Linked DNA regions of Sus scrofa: regions 1 and 3 are each linked to region 2. Evidence: chromatin contacts called from public Hi-C and promoter capture Hi-C data. All regions are on one chromosome and are shown on one strand. Each heading gives the region's core, a stretch centred on a gene start, on an enhancer-like site or on the middle of the called end of the contact. The rest is flanking DNA. Distances are from core to core; before and after follow the strand shown.

The links. Promoter capture Hi-C pulls out the DNA fragments that hold promoters and counts their contacts. A called contact is a pair of places that touch in the nucleus more often than the background predicts.
Region 1: a Hi-C map of skeletal muscle shows a contact between it and region 2, with 12 times the contacts expected there. The contact joins the promoter of AAMDC here to the promoter of KCTD21 in region 2. A contact is called at or near these places in 1 of 5 promoter capture datasets (liver) and 3 of 47 Hi-C or Micro-C datasets (heart right ventricle, liver and skeletal muscle).
Region 3: a promoter capture Hi-C map of fetal liver shows a contact between it and region 2, with 3 times the contacts expected there. The contact joins the promoter of NARS2 here to the promoter of KCTD21 in region 2. A contact is called at or near these places in 2 of 5 promoter capture datasets (fetal liver and liver), 2 of 47 Hi-C or Micro-C datasets (embryonic fibroblasts and skeletal muscle) and 1 of 2 datasets of contacts at active chromatin or transcription factors (alveolar macrophages).

The regions. Positions count from the first base shown.
Region 1 is chr9:12,276,211-12,280,098 of Sscrofa11.1, reverse strand. AAMDC (mth938 domain-containing protein) reads right to left here and starts at 1,572. Exons shown (of 4, transcript XM_005667169.3): 1 at 1,452-1,572. RSF1 (remodeling and spacing factor 1) reads left to right here and starts at 1,979. Exons shown (of 20, transcript NM_001142834.2): 1 at 1,979-1,988; 2 at 1,991-2,176. The coding sequence starts at 1,991.
Region 2 is chr9:12,584,285-12,588,066 of Sscrofa11.1, reverse strand. It overlaps KCTD21 (BTB/POZ domain-containing protein KCTD21), which reads left to right and starts at 2,210. Exons shown (of 2, transcript XM_021062565.1): 1 at 2,210-2,374. USP35 (ubiquitin carboxyl-terminal hydrolase 35) reads right to left here and starts at 2,039. Exons shown (of 13, transcript XM_013979184.2): 1 at 1,778-2,039.
Region 3 is chr9:13,009,036-13,012,858 of Sscrofa11.1, reverse strand. It overlaps NARS2 (probable asparagine--tRNA ligase, mitochondrial), which reads left to right and starts at 1,962. Exons shown (of 14, transcript XR_002335551.1): 1 at 1,962-2,444.

The DNA of each region.
Region 1 (3,888 bases), core at 323-2,822, 310 kb after region 2:
ACCAAGGGAACTCCTCATCAGCACTTCTTTAACTGGAATTTTCAAGGGTCTTTCTAAAGTTCAAAAGAACATTTTTTTCCTTTAAAAAGGATTTGTGTATTAGAAATCAGTATTCCAGGTAATAAATTTTGCTTACAACATAGAATTTTTTCTCTCTCTCTCTCTTTTTTTTTTTTTTTTTTCTTTTTGGTCCCATCTGCAGCATATGGATGTTCCTGGGGCCAGGAGTCAAATCTGAGCTGGAGCTGTGACCTGTGCCACAGCTGTAGCAACACCAGATCCAGAATCCACTGCACTGGGCTGGAATCGAACTGGCAGCTCCACAGAGACAAGGAGGATCATTAAACCCACCATGCCACAGAGGGAACTCCAGAATTTTTTCCTCTTGATAAAGGAGTCTTGTTGTTTCTTTAGCTAATTAATATGACACAGACCATTATGGTTTTTCTCCTTTTTACCTAGAAATTCAGAACAAAATTCAATGTTTAATTGTGGTGATCATTTTCTCTGTTCTCAACATAATCGATTGCCTATATATTTCTTTACTTTCCTTTAATTATTATTCTGTTTTACATAGTTTACATTATACCTTGTTTGTAAAATTCTTTTTAGTAAGTAGAAACTATATAACCTTAAAATGCACACAGAAACTTTTGGCTCAAAGTAATGAACTGTATAAATTGCATATTGCTTAATTCAATCTAAATTTTAGGAACTCTTTTCTTCTAATATAATAGCAACTAATATTTTTTAAGAATTTACAATGTGCCAGGGCATTGTGCTAATCAGTGTACTGTGAATTATCTAGTAAAATCCTATGATATAGGTACTATAACCACTCCCACTTCACCGAAGTTTAAAGAAATGAAAAATCTGCCACGTCCTGAAGCCATTCTATTAGGGCTCAAGTCTTGCTTTTTGTCCTTGCAACCCAGCTGGACCAAGTCTCCTACCAAGTCCGCCCTCAGGGCAGGTGTAGCCCACCTCTGATTCTGGTCCCCTGCAGCGCCTAGTTTCCCAGATCTTCGCACCTCAACAAAGTCCCCCACCCCCACCCAGACAACCGCAGGAGGGCCCTGTCATCTCAAGCCTTGGTTCCCGTGAAGGGCATGGTCCCTTTAGATCCTGGTTTCCTATCAGGACCACAACTCCTCAGGGTGACGATCCCAGCAGAGCCCCGGTGCATCAGGCCGTCGTCCTCCAGAGTCTTCAGGCCCTGCTTTTCCAGCACAGGTGCGGTTCTTGTACTTCAGCAGTATCCCTCAGCAAATTTTCGCTGAGACTTCTTCATAAAAGGTCCCATCCCAACATAATTAATTAATACATTTCCCTTCTCCTATTTTTTTCTCATAATCGTGCTTTTTCCCCAAGTGTCCTCTTATTCACTCCCTTCAACTTCCCCTACTAACCAGTAGCCCAGTTTCAGGTCGAGGAGCGCCCCCAAAACTTACCCAACGCCCTCTCTCCAAGGAGCCGCACTCTCAAACCGCTCCGTGCTTTACCTCTCACCTACGTTCAGGCTGTCGCATCTAAACGCTCCTCCCCTTCGCCCGCCCTGAAAAAGCCTTTCGGCCAGTCGACGCGCGAAGCTCCGCCCCCTTCAGGTTTATTGGTCACCGTTCCTACAAAGTCCCGCCTCCCAGCTTCCAGCCCGCCTCCCTGCCCTGCAGCCCTTGTTTTCATTCCTCCTGTCACACCGAGGCAGTGCAAACCCGAGGTGGGAGGAGTGGAGAAGGGGGTGGGGGTGCGGAAAGAGGGCGGAAAGTGAAAGGCACGGAGCGCCTCTCTTTCCTCCGTCTGACTCGGTTCTCGACTGCTCCGGGCCGCTGTTGTATTGTGGGATCGCGGCGCCGTGCCTGAGACGCTCGGATCCGCAGGGGCGCCCACTTGCTAGCGCCTCCTGTCGCCTGTAAGATTGCCCTGCTATTCCTCGGCACCCCAACTCCCCCCACCCCTCCATCGCCTCCTCCTCCTCCATCTCCAGTTCAAATGGCGGCGGCGGCGGCAGCGGCGGCGGCGATGGCTCCTCCGGGCTGCCCGGGTTCGTGCCCCAACTTCGCCGTAGTCTGCTCTTTCTTGGAGCGCTACGGGCCGCTGCTCGACCTGCCCGAGTTGCCGTTCCCCGAGCTGGAGCGGGTGCTGCAAGCTCCTTCGCCGGACGTCGGCAACGGAGAAGGTAAGCGAGGGGCCCGAAAGCCCGGCGGGAAGCGGCCCTGGCACACTCCTTCTCTTCGTTCTTCGCCGACACCCCGGGCCTCCGCGGCTCTGTCCTCCGGCGGGGGCGCAGTTCCGCCTGGCCAGTCTTCTCCGCCCAGCCCGGGGGGTCTTGGGCAGTGGGGAGGCGGGGCGGAGGCCCCTAGGGCCACTCCGCCCGGCGCCCAGGGACGGTGGGGGCTTGGCGGGTCAGGTCTGGGCTGGGGGCGGGGAAGGGTCATTGTGCTGGTCGGTCGCCCCTGGGACTGGTATCCCGCGGCGGGGGCCGGCCCCCACCCCTACTCCTTCTCGGTGGCGGGGGAAGGCGAGGGCAGGTTCCGGCCAGCTTTGCGCTTTCTCCTCCACCCCTCCCTCACTCCCTCCCCTCCTCCCACATCCTCCGACCATCTCGGGGGAGGCTGGGCTCATCTTCTCGGGGCGCCCCTTTCTCTCCCTCACCTGGGTGGGCGGGGCCAGCGGACACTTCATCTCTCCCTCCTCTAGTGGGAACTCCCCGAGAGAGTCGGCTTGGTCTCTCTTCCCTTCTCCTCCAGGGCCGGTTTAACCCCTGAAACTCCTGTCGGAGGTTTGCTCCTCCTCCTGATGAGGGGGTCCTTCTCCATTCTTGTTTTGGAGGGGGAGGTGAAGTCGGTTCAGCTTCTCCACTTTGGAGGGTAGAGGGTTAATCCCCCCCCCATAGTTTTCCTCCTCCTCCCCACCTTCCCACAAATAATAGAAAAGCATCTCCCGACTTTTCCAGTCCTTCCCCCTTCGTCTTGGCAGTAGGGCTTAGGGGAAGAAGAAGTCGCCCTCTCATTTGCAGGGTGGGGTGGAGTGGTTAGTGTGTAGGCTGGAGGAGGGGCTCAGACGGAGGGGAAAACAGTTGAAGAAGGTGCTTGTTGCTCATGTTTCTCTCTCTGGTGCCGCTGGTCTATTATTGGTGTTCGCAAGTGGTGCTCCTTCCACATAAGGCCACCGCGCGGTGCAGGGCGCATGCTCTGCCCGGCCCCATTGAAACTTCCTGCTGCTGCTGCTGCTGCTGCTGCTGCTGGGTCTCTCGCTGGAGCATCTCCGCGCAGCGCCTGCTGCCTGCAACCCTCACTGAGCGCTTACACGTATTCCCTGTTTATTCTCGATCCATGCCTCCCTTTTTCTGGCACATTTCTTCCCTCAGAGAAGGTTTTATTTGTTGAACTCTGAGCTTTGCCTTTATCTGGGAACAGCCCTTGGTGAGAAGAAACGTTTCCAAATAGGTCTTTATCCCCCCTTCTTTTTTTCCGTAGAGGTGGCCAAAGTGGACTAGGTATTGTGCAAAACAGATAGCTATTTCCCTTCCAAGAAATCAGGATCGATCTTCAGTTCTCTCAGGGAAATGAAGAAGTTTCTATTAACAGAATATATTTACACAGCTAGGAAGAGCCCAAGTGTGAAGTTCTTCAAAATATTACCTATAGAGCGAATAATATCATGGCTACCAAAGACTCACATTAATACAGGAGTTATGGTGCAGGCGTTTGTCTCTTCTTACCTGCCAAATGTACTCTACCATTCACAAATTCTGGCATATAAAATGTTGCATATATAAAGACTACCTACAGAATTTCTTGAAAAATGAAACTCCTCAGTATTGTAATTCAAGTACAAATTTACATTCATTTGTGAAGGAAATGGTTATTATGGAGGAGAATGCCTTAT
Region 2 (3,782 bases), core at 961-3,460:
CCCAGCCCCTGCAGGATAAAGTCCAAACTCCCGAGCCTGACATTCAAGTCCTTTCTGTGACATTAAGCTAATGTGGGGCAGGGTTGGAGATAAACTTGACAAACTCCATTTGGCAGTGAATCTATAGGAATTTGGGCAGTGGGCTTTTTCCTGCTTGATGCCTTTGGGGACGCCTTCTCTGTGGGAAATGGCTTCTCCCTTTTCTCTCCTGATAAATTCTGACTCATCCTTCAATGCCCAGGTCACATGCCCCCTCCTCTGGGAAGCCTTTCCAAATCCCTCTGCAACTCAAGTCTCTGGGCTCTGGTCTCCCAAGGTCCTCTTCACTTCTCTCATCCCTTGGCAGCATAACCAGATTGACTCTATGTCCATCTCCTCCACCAGGACAGGCTCTCCTTTGGTAGGAAGTAGGCCCAATCCCCTATCTATGCCCACTGCCCAGCACAAGACCAGGCACAGAGAGGAAGTAGTGCCGAGTAACAGAGAGATATGTGACAGCAAGATAAGATAAAACTAAGCATATGATCAGAAAAGCATCTTCCAAGGACCTGCCTAACCCTTGGTCCCGTCAGTGCCCCCTCAACCGCCCAGGTCTGGTCTTGCCTTTCTATAACCCTGAGAGTCTCAAACATCAACCAAGAAAGCCCCTACACAGGTCACTGGACAGGCCTGAGGGAGGAGTTACCCATTCGAGAAATGGCACAAACAACCAAAGCTGAAGAAAAAAGACAACAAAAAACAAAACAAAACAACCAGTTCCTGGTTAACCCTCAGGTCAAAAGCTCACAGGATTTCAGGGGACAGGGCAGGGGGCTTCAAGTTCTCGCTCGACCTCTCCATACCCCAGAGCACAGCAGCCCCTCCAAACCCCAGCGTTGAGGAGCCCATTCCCTTTCCTCCCCGAGGCTCACACCCAGGCTCCCTCCTCTCACTCCCATGGGTGCCAGAGCCCCCTTGGGTCGGGGTGAAGGGACCAGGCTGTCCCTTTCCCTGGGCCCCCAGGTCTCTGGATAGCAGCATCTCTCTCTGTATTTTCTAACTGAACCTCTAGCCAAGGCAGGCCCTGGGAAGGATCCTCTTGCCCTACTACCCGGAGGCCCTGAGATAAAAAGGGGTGGGGGGCTCACTAGTGAAAAAGTAACTGGTCTTTTACCGAAAGAGAACAGAGGAGAGAGAAGGGAAGAAGGTGGGAGCACATACTCCCTCTGGGGGCCTCCCCTCACATACCTCTGATGGCCGCATCCCCACCCCCACCCCAGGCTTTCTGGAAGAGCGAGCACCGGTTTGACAACCAGGGTCTTCTGTTCGCGAGGGTTATTATAGGGGGCTGCACCGGAGCGGAGGATGCTGAGAATAGCAGAAACCCATTCTAAGTGGAGGCGGCCTCTTGGATCCCCCAGTTTGTACCCCAGCTCGGCCCCACCCCTTCCTCCAGTTACACCAGTGCACTAGCTTCTAGCCCAGGCTGGGGCTGCGGACCCCCTGAAAGGCGGGAGTAGCTTCAAGATACCGGGCGCGGGTACCCTCAGCCCTGAGAGGGGCGGGGGCGAGGGCAGGATCACCTATATGCACAATAGATAAAGAACGAGCTTGAAGCCCAGAGAGGGGCAGCCACTTGCCCAAGGTCACACAGCCAGGCCCAGGATGCACCCAGATCTCCCACCTCCCAGCACCCTACTAGGAATTCAAGAGCCCTAGGCGCGTATCCCGGCTCTTGAACCATTAGGGTGCAGACACTCCCTCCCCCCAACCCGCAAACATGCCTGAGCCCACTTACCTCTGGGACCCCAGTGGTCCCTGCCTCAGAGCCGGCTCCCGGGCGGGGCGCTCAGGCCAGGCTGGACCAGCCTGGGCCAGGCTAGGTCAGGGCGGGTCCTTTGCTTCCCCCGGAGTGGGGACGCCCTCTGCCAGGTTCCAGCTGGCAAAGATGCTGCTTCCACTGCAAAGCCCAGCCTCTCCACCCAGCTCTGCACAAGCCAGTCCCACGGCAGCTCGACTCAACCGCGCGGCCGCGGGGCTGCAAGGCTGCGGGGCGAAGTGGGGGGAGGGGCGAGGTGCGGGAAACGGGGCGGAGCCGGAGCGGGGACCACCCCGCGAACCGCCACTCAAGCCGCGTCCCCTTTAAGGCCAGCCGGCCTGAGCGCTGGCGGGGGCGGGGCGGGAGCTGGACGCCTAACTGCAATGTTTCCTGGGAGATGGAGTTCACTCTTGCGTGGCGGAACCGCAAAAGAGCCCATGGAGAACTACAAGTTCCGGATCGCAGCGCGCGGGTCCAGGGGCCGACACGCCCCTGGGCTGGGCTCCAGCCCTCCACCCTCCTCGCAAAGCTGCGCTGGCCGCCCGCGGAGGGGAGGTTGCAGAGCGAGGGCAGGAGGTGGGTGCGGCGTGGTCGGAGGTTCGGGGCGCAGGGATAGCCGGTGAGGGGACGCGGGCCCACCTGGGCACTTGTCCTACCATGAGAGGTCATCTAGCTTACCCTGGCCTCGCCATTCTCATCTGTCCAATGGGAATAGCAACACCTGTGACTGCGCGGGGGGAGGGGGGAGCGTTTTTGGGAAAGAGGGGGCGGAGCTGGTGGAAGGGGCCTGGATGGATGGATGGATAGATGATGTTAGGAAAAGCCCGGATCGAGAGGGCTAAGACTGTGGGAGGAGCATAGTGGGTGGGGCAAGGAGGGGCGGAGTGTCTAGGTAAGTAGGGGAACTTGCGCGAGACGGGAGAAAGGGGCTGCGGAGCTGGGGAGTGGGTGTTGAGAAAGCGACGAGGCCAGTGTGGGTTGGATTGGGTGGAGTGGGCCGAAGAGCATTGGGAGGGAGGGGCGGGGATGTAAAGATGAAAAGGATCCCTCCCAGCTCTTGTCAGCAGCGCTGAAACGGTTTGGGCAAGAGGGTGCCCAAATGGGTAAATGCCTGTGGATGCACGGAAAACCTTCTTTACCCATGACTAGAAATAAAAAGCTCATTCATCCCTTGTACTCAGTGCGTCACACTTACGATCTCATTCAGTTCACACCCTGTAAAGGTGTCACCATACCTGTTTACAGATGAGGAACATGCTCAGAGAAGTGAACTTGCCCCAAACCACCCAAGACTCCTTACTCCAAAGACCTTTTTTTCACTGCAGTGCAGCGAGGTAGGGGTTTAATCTGTAGTGAAAGCCAAGGAACAGACAGAAGTGTCAGCATCCTGCCCTCAGCAAGCTGTGTAACAGGACTGGCTTCCTCAGCCTTTCAGAATACCAACCTGGAAGGCAACCCTCCTGTGGTTATTGTGAAGGTGAGATGAGATGGATTTGAAAATCATTTGTTTATAAATTATTATTGTGAGGAGCAGGAAGAGCATAAGGAAGAGAGTGTTTGAAATGAGGTTCTTGTGCTTGAGGAAAACCCCAAGATGAAGCCTGAGAGTGAGGCAAGAGGATGAAGGAAAATTCTGGAAGAGAATGGGGAATGGTGACGAATGGGAGTCTACCCCAGAAGAGGGAGTACTTTGCTGTGCAAGCCAGGTCAAGTGGCTTCTCTGCTCCAGCCCACTTTTGCCTGCTGGACAACTCCTCAAGGAGGAGCCTGGGAAGCACCTTTTCTCTCTGGGGTGTAGGGGTAATAGAGCAGCTTGTGAGCTTCTTATATGAACTGGGCAAAAAAGGCTAAAAACTGTTGGCTAGAGAGGGAGGCCAGCAAGGAGAGGTGAAGGACAGTGCCCCCCACATAGTTCCCAGGACTGAGAGCCAGTCTTAATCCTGGTGGGCTGAGTAAGGCGGGAAGGTTGGTCCAGTTTATTGGG
Region 3 (3,823 bases), core at 713-3,212, 430 kb before region 2:
TAAAAGTAAGATGATATGATTTGACAGAGCACCAGATACAGTGTCTTGAACTTAGCATCAGACACATAAATGCTATAGCCAACTGTCAGTGATATCTATTTTATTTTATTTTTTGTCTTTTTAGGGCTGCATCCACGGCACATGGAGGTTCCCAGGCTAGGGGTCTAATCAGAGCTGTTGGCGCCGGCCTACGTCACAGCCACAGCAACAGATCGGAGCCTTGTCTGTGACCCACACCTCAGCTCACAGCAATGCTGAATCCTCAACCCAGTGAGCAAGGCCAGGGATCGAGCCTGCAACCTCATGGTTCCTAGTGAGATTCATTTCTGCTGCGCCACCACGACAGGAACTCAGTCAATGATATCTGTTTTTAATTAACTATACCTAATTTTCAGTTTCAGCCACAGGTTTCCTTTGCTTTCATCATACTACTGGCCAGTACCCCTGCTGAGAAAATAATTAACCCTTTGGCTTAAACAAGTGGAAGGAGAGAGGGTAAAAAAAAGTCAGGATCCTTCCTCTCTGACACTGGTACTACAGTTCTTAAGATGCATACTAAGGGGACTTGGTAAAGAAAGGCTAGCCAGACAAATGGCCTGGGTAGGAAGTGAGCCAGCTGGTCACTATTTTTGGTCCCTTTGAAAGGTAGTCAAAGAGGAGATTTGAACCAGACTACGTTATTTCTATGTGTCTCAGACTGTCTTCTCAGATTTTGCAAACAATACCAAAGGCAAACATTTTTTAAGGCATATAGCTCACATAATTCTGACGGCATTTGGCAGCAAGTTTCCGTGTTTCTGCTCTCAAGGTTTGAGAAGTGTCCAAGAACTAGGGGGGTATTTTCTAGTCTGTCTTGAGAATAGTCTTACAATTCTTCCAGGCTGTCTGCCCTCCTGGAAACCTTTCCTGCCCATCTTCTGGCAGGAAATACTCTTTCTACATCCCAATCTGACAAAATTCTGATCTTCCTCCAAAACTCAGCTTAATTATCTCCTTTGCCACCTCTCCATTTGGCTCATACATGCATATTGGTACTTACTGGTTTATATCACAATTCTCTGTTTTCTTGCTAGTCTCCATCATGTCAAGACCATGAATTCCTTGATGGAAGGAACCATGGTTTTATTTCCCACCTTGAGACACTGATAGCATAATAGTTTAGTGCAAGGAGCCAGGATTTCCGAGTCTAAATCTTATAGAATGTATATCCTTGAGCAATTCATTTAACTTCATCGTGCCTAAGTTCACAAAAAAAGGGCATAATTGCAAAATGGCATAATAAGTAAGTAGTCCTTACTTCTATCTTTTAATTAGAAAACTAATTCATCCATGAGTTACAGGAAATAAAATTATTCGGGGGGATACATTTGAAAGGTGGCTTAATTCATGAACAAGCCATCATTTCCACGTCAAACAAATGCAGATAAATGTGTTGGAAAAAGGAGAGGGCGAGACTTGAAGATTCTGGCAGGCAATGCCCAACACTCCTCCACTGTCCCGCCTTCTCTGACTCGTCTGTCCAAGGTCTCTTCACTTACTCTTACCTGTCAAAGCGCTACCTTTTCCGGCGAGCTATCTTTGGCATACTGCGCTTGGGCTCTGCCAGGGAACTGATCCCCCATTTATTCAGCTGTTTGGATGTCTGGTACCACCCACCTGTAACTTTACCAGGGTCTGTGCTTTGTTTTTCTCTGTTCTCAGAATTCGCAAAGACTGATCCCCTCACGCTAATCTTCTCAACAATCAAGAGTCTCCTCTTGGCCGCCTTCTTTCTGCATCAGTCACTCGGATCTAGCCCCCAGTAGACTATCCGGTTCCTTCAACGCAAGGTTCTTGTGTCTTAGCTCCGCCCTATCTCAGCTCCCGACCCCTTCCCTTCCTCCGCCCCGCCTCCTCTTTAACTGGGGTCACGAGTACGCATGCTCCCTCTGAACCTCCCGGCAGCGTGATGACGTTGGCCTTGGCGTGGTGACGTAGGGGCGGGGGCCGCGCCTCTTTCTGCAGCTACTCAGGCGTGGGTTTAGAATCTGTGAGGGTCTGTGGGGTGTCCCGCGTGCCCAAGGCGCGCGGTTTGTTTTTGGCGTTTGCTGCTGAATGTGTTGTCTCCGTTCCGCCCTTTAGGGAAGCGGGAAGCAGCAGAGGTTCCGTGGGGACCGAGCTGGGACCCTTGAAGGGGAAGGGGTCTCGAGCGCCTAAGGGCTTGCTGCGGCCCGGAAGAGGGGCGAGGAGAGGGTCCCCGCGGGCTGCGTCCGAACGCTCCCTGCATCAGGGCAGGTCACGAGGAGGGCCTGGGCAGCCGCGCGATGTTCGGGGCCCGGTGTCTCCTCCGAGCCCTGCGCTCCTGTTCCTCCGTTCCCTGCCCAAGGCACAAACCTTCAACAAAACTGAGCGTGCGGGACGCTCTCGGTGCCCAGAACGTGAATGGGGAGCGCGTTAAGGTCCAGGTTAGTGTGTCGAAAGCGGGTAGGTTTGTCCTTTTCGTTGACCGATTTGGCACATCCGAGTTCAGGCTTCCCTGGTCCCGTCGGGTCGGACAGAATGACCGGCAGGGGAAAGTTAGAAAAGCTAAGCAATCGTGTGCGTGCGTCCACGTTTTTCTCCTTTTCTTGGCTTGGTAGTTTTCGGAAAACTGTTTAGATACTTGGAAAGTGCTGGAACTTGGCTTTCGTGATACCGCGGCATTATATGTAGACTTGTTAATCTTGCAGAAAAACGAACGAGCCCCTTTTCCTTTGTCCCTTATGTGTATTCACACTTAAGTAGCCCCTTGAGACCAGGAGCCTTTTCTTACCTGTCTTGGTATTCACACATGGCTGACAGAAAAATTTGTTCAACCAAACCAGACCTCTTAGGTCAACTTTTAACCACCTCAGTGCCTAAAATGAGGCTTTGCGTATAACTTTTGTTTAATAAATTAGGAGAAAGAGTGGAGTGTAGCAGTTCGAAGGAGATCTGGAGTCAAGCTGCCTAGGTTTAAATTTCTGCTGTTTAGTAGGTTGTCAGTTTGGGGCACGGCCCTTCATGTGCTCTGAACCTCACTTTCCTCTTATGAGAATGGAAATGATCATAGTCCCTGTCTCACAGAGTCCGAAAAGTTAGTTAGAAAAATTTGGGACAGTGTCCCACAGTCGGTAAAGACGAGCTGCTCTCATTTCTTTGTTAATACTATAATTTGCAGCAGCTCCACACAGAAGGACCAGACCAAACAAGGTGGTTTGGTTTATTAGGTTGCTGAATCACACTGATGCAATTACTTTTGTCGTCCTCATCTATCTTTGATTTGTAGCAGTATGACCAGTTTCCCCCCTTGCATTTTTGGGGGTTCTTTCTGAGATCCAAATCAAAATATTTTCTGGCATTAATCTATTCAGCATACACTAATGATGCCTTCTGTATGCTAGCCTAGAAAGGATTCAGAGATGAGAACAGAGCCTACTCCGTTAAAGGATTTCTTTTTAGTGCCCTACTCTCTAATTTAGAAGCTACTGGCACTTAGGGCCCTGAGCACTTGAAATGTGGCTAGACTGAATTGAGAGGTACTGTAATTGTAAAATACACACCAACTTTGAAGAACAAAAAAGAATGCACAGTGTCTCTGCTTTTTTATATTGATTATATGTTGATGTTTTGGACAAAATGGGTTGAACAAAATACATCATTAAAATGAACGTTACCCATTTCTTTTTACTTTTTAAAAAGTTTTATTATAGTTGTTTACAGTGTTGTAGCAATTTGTACTGTACAGCAAAGTCACTCAGTCATACATATAAATATATGTTCTTTTTTAAAATATTATTTTTCATCATGATCTATCCTGGGAGAT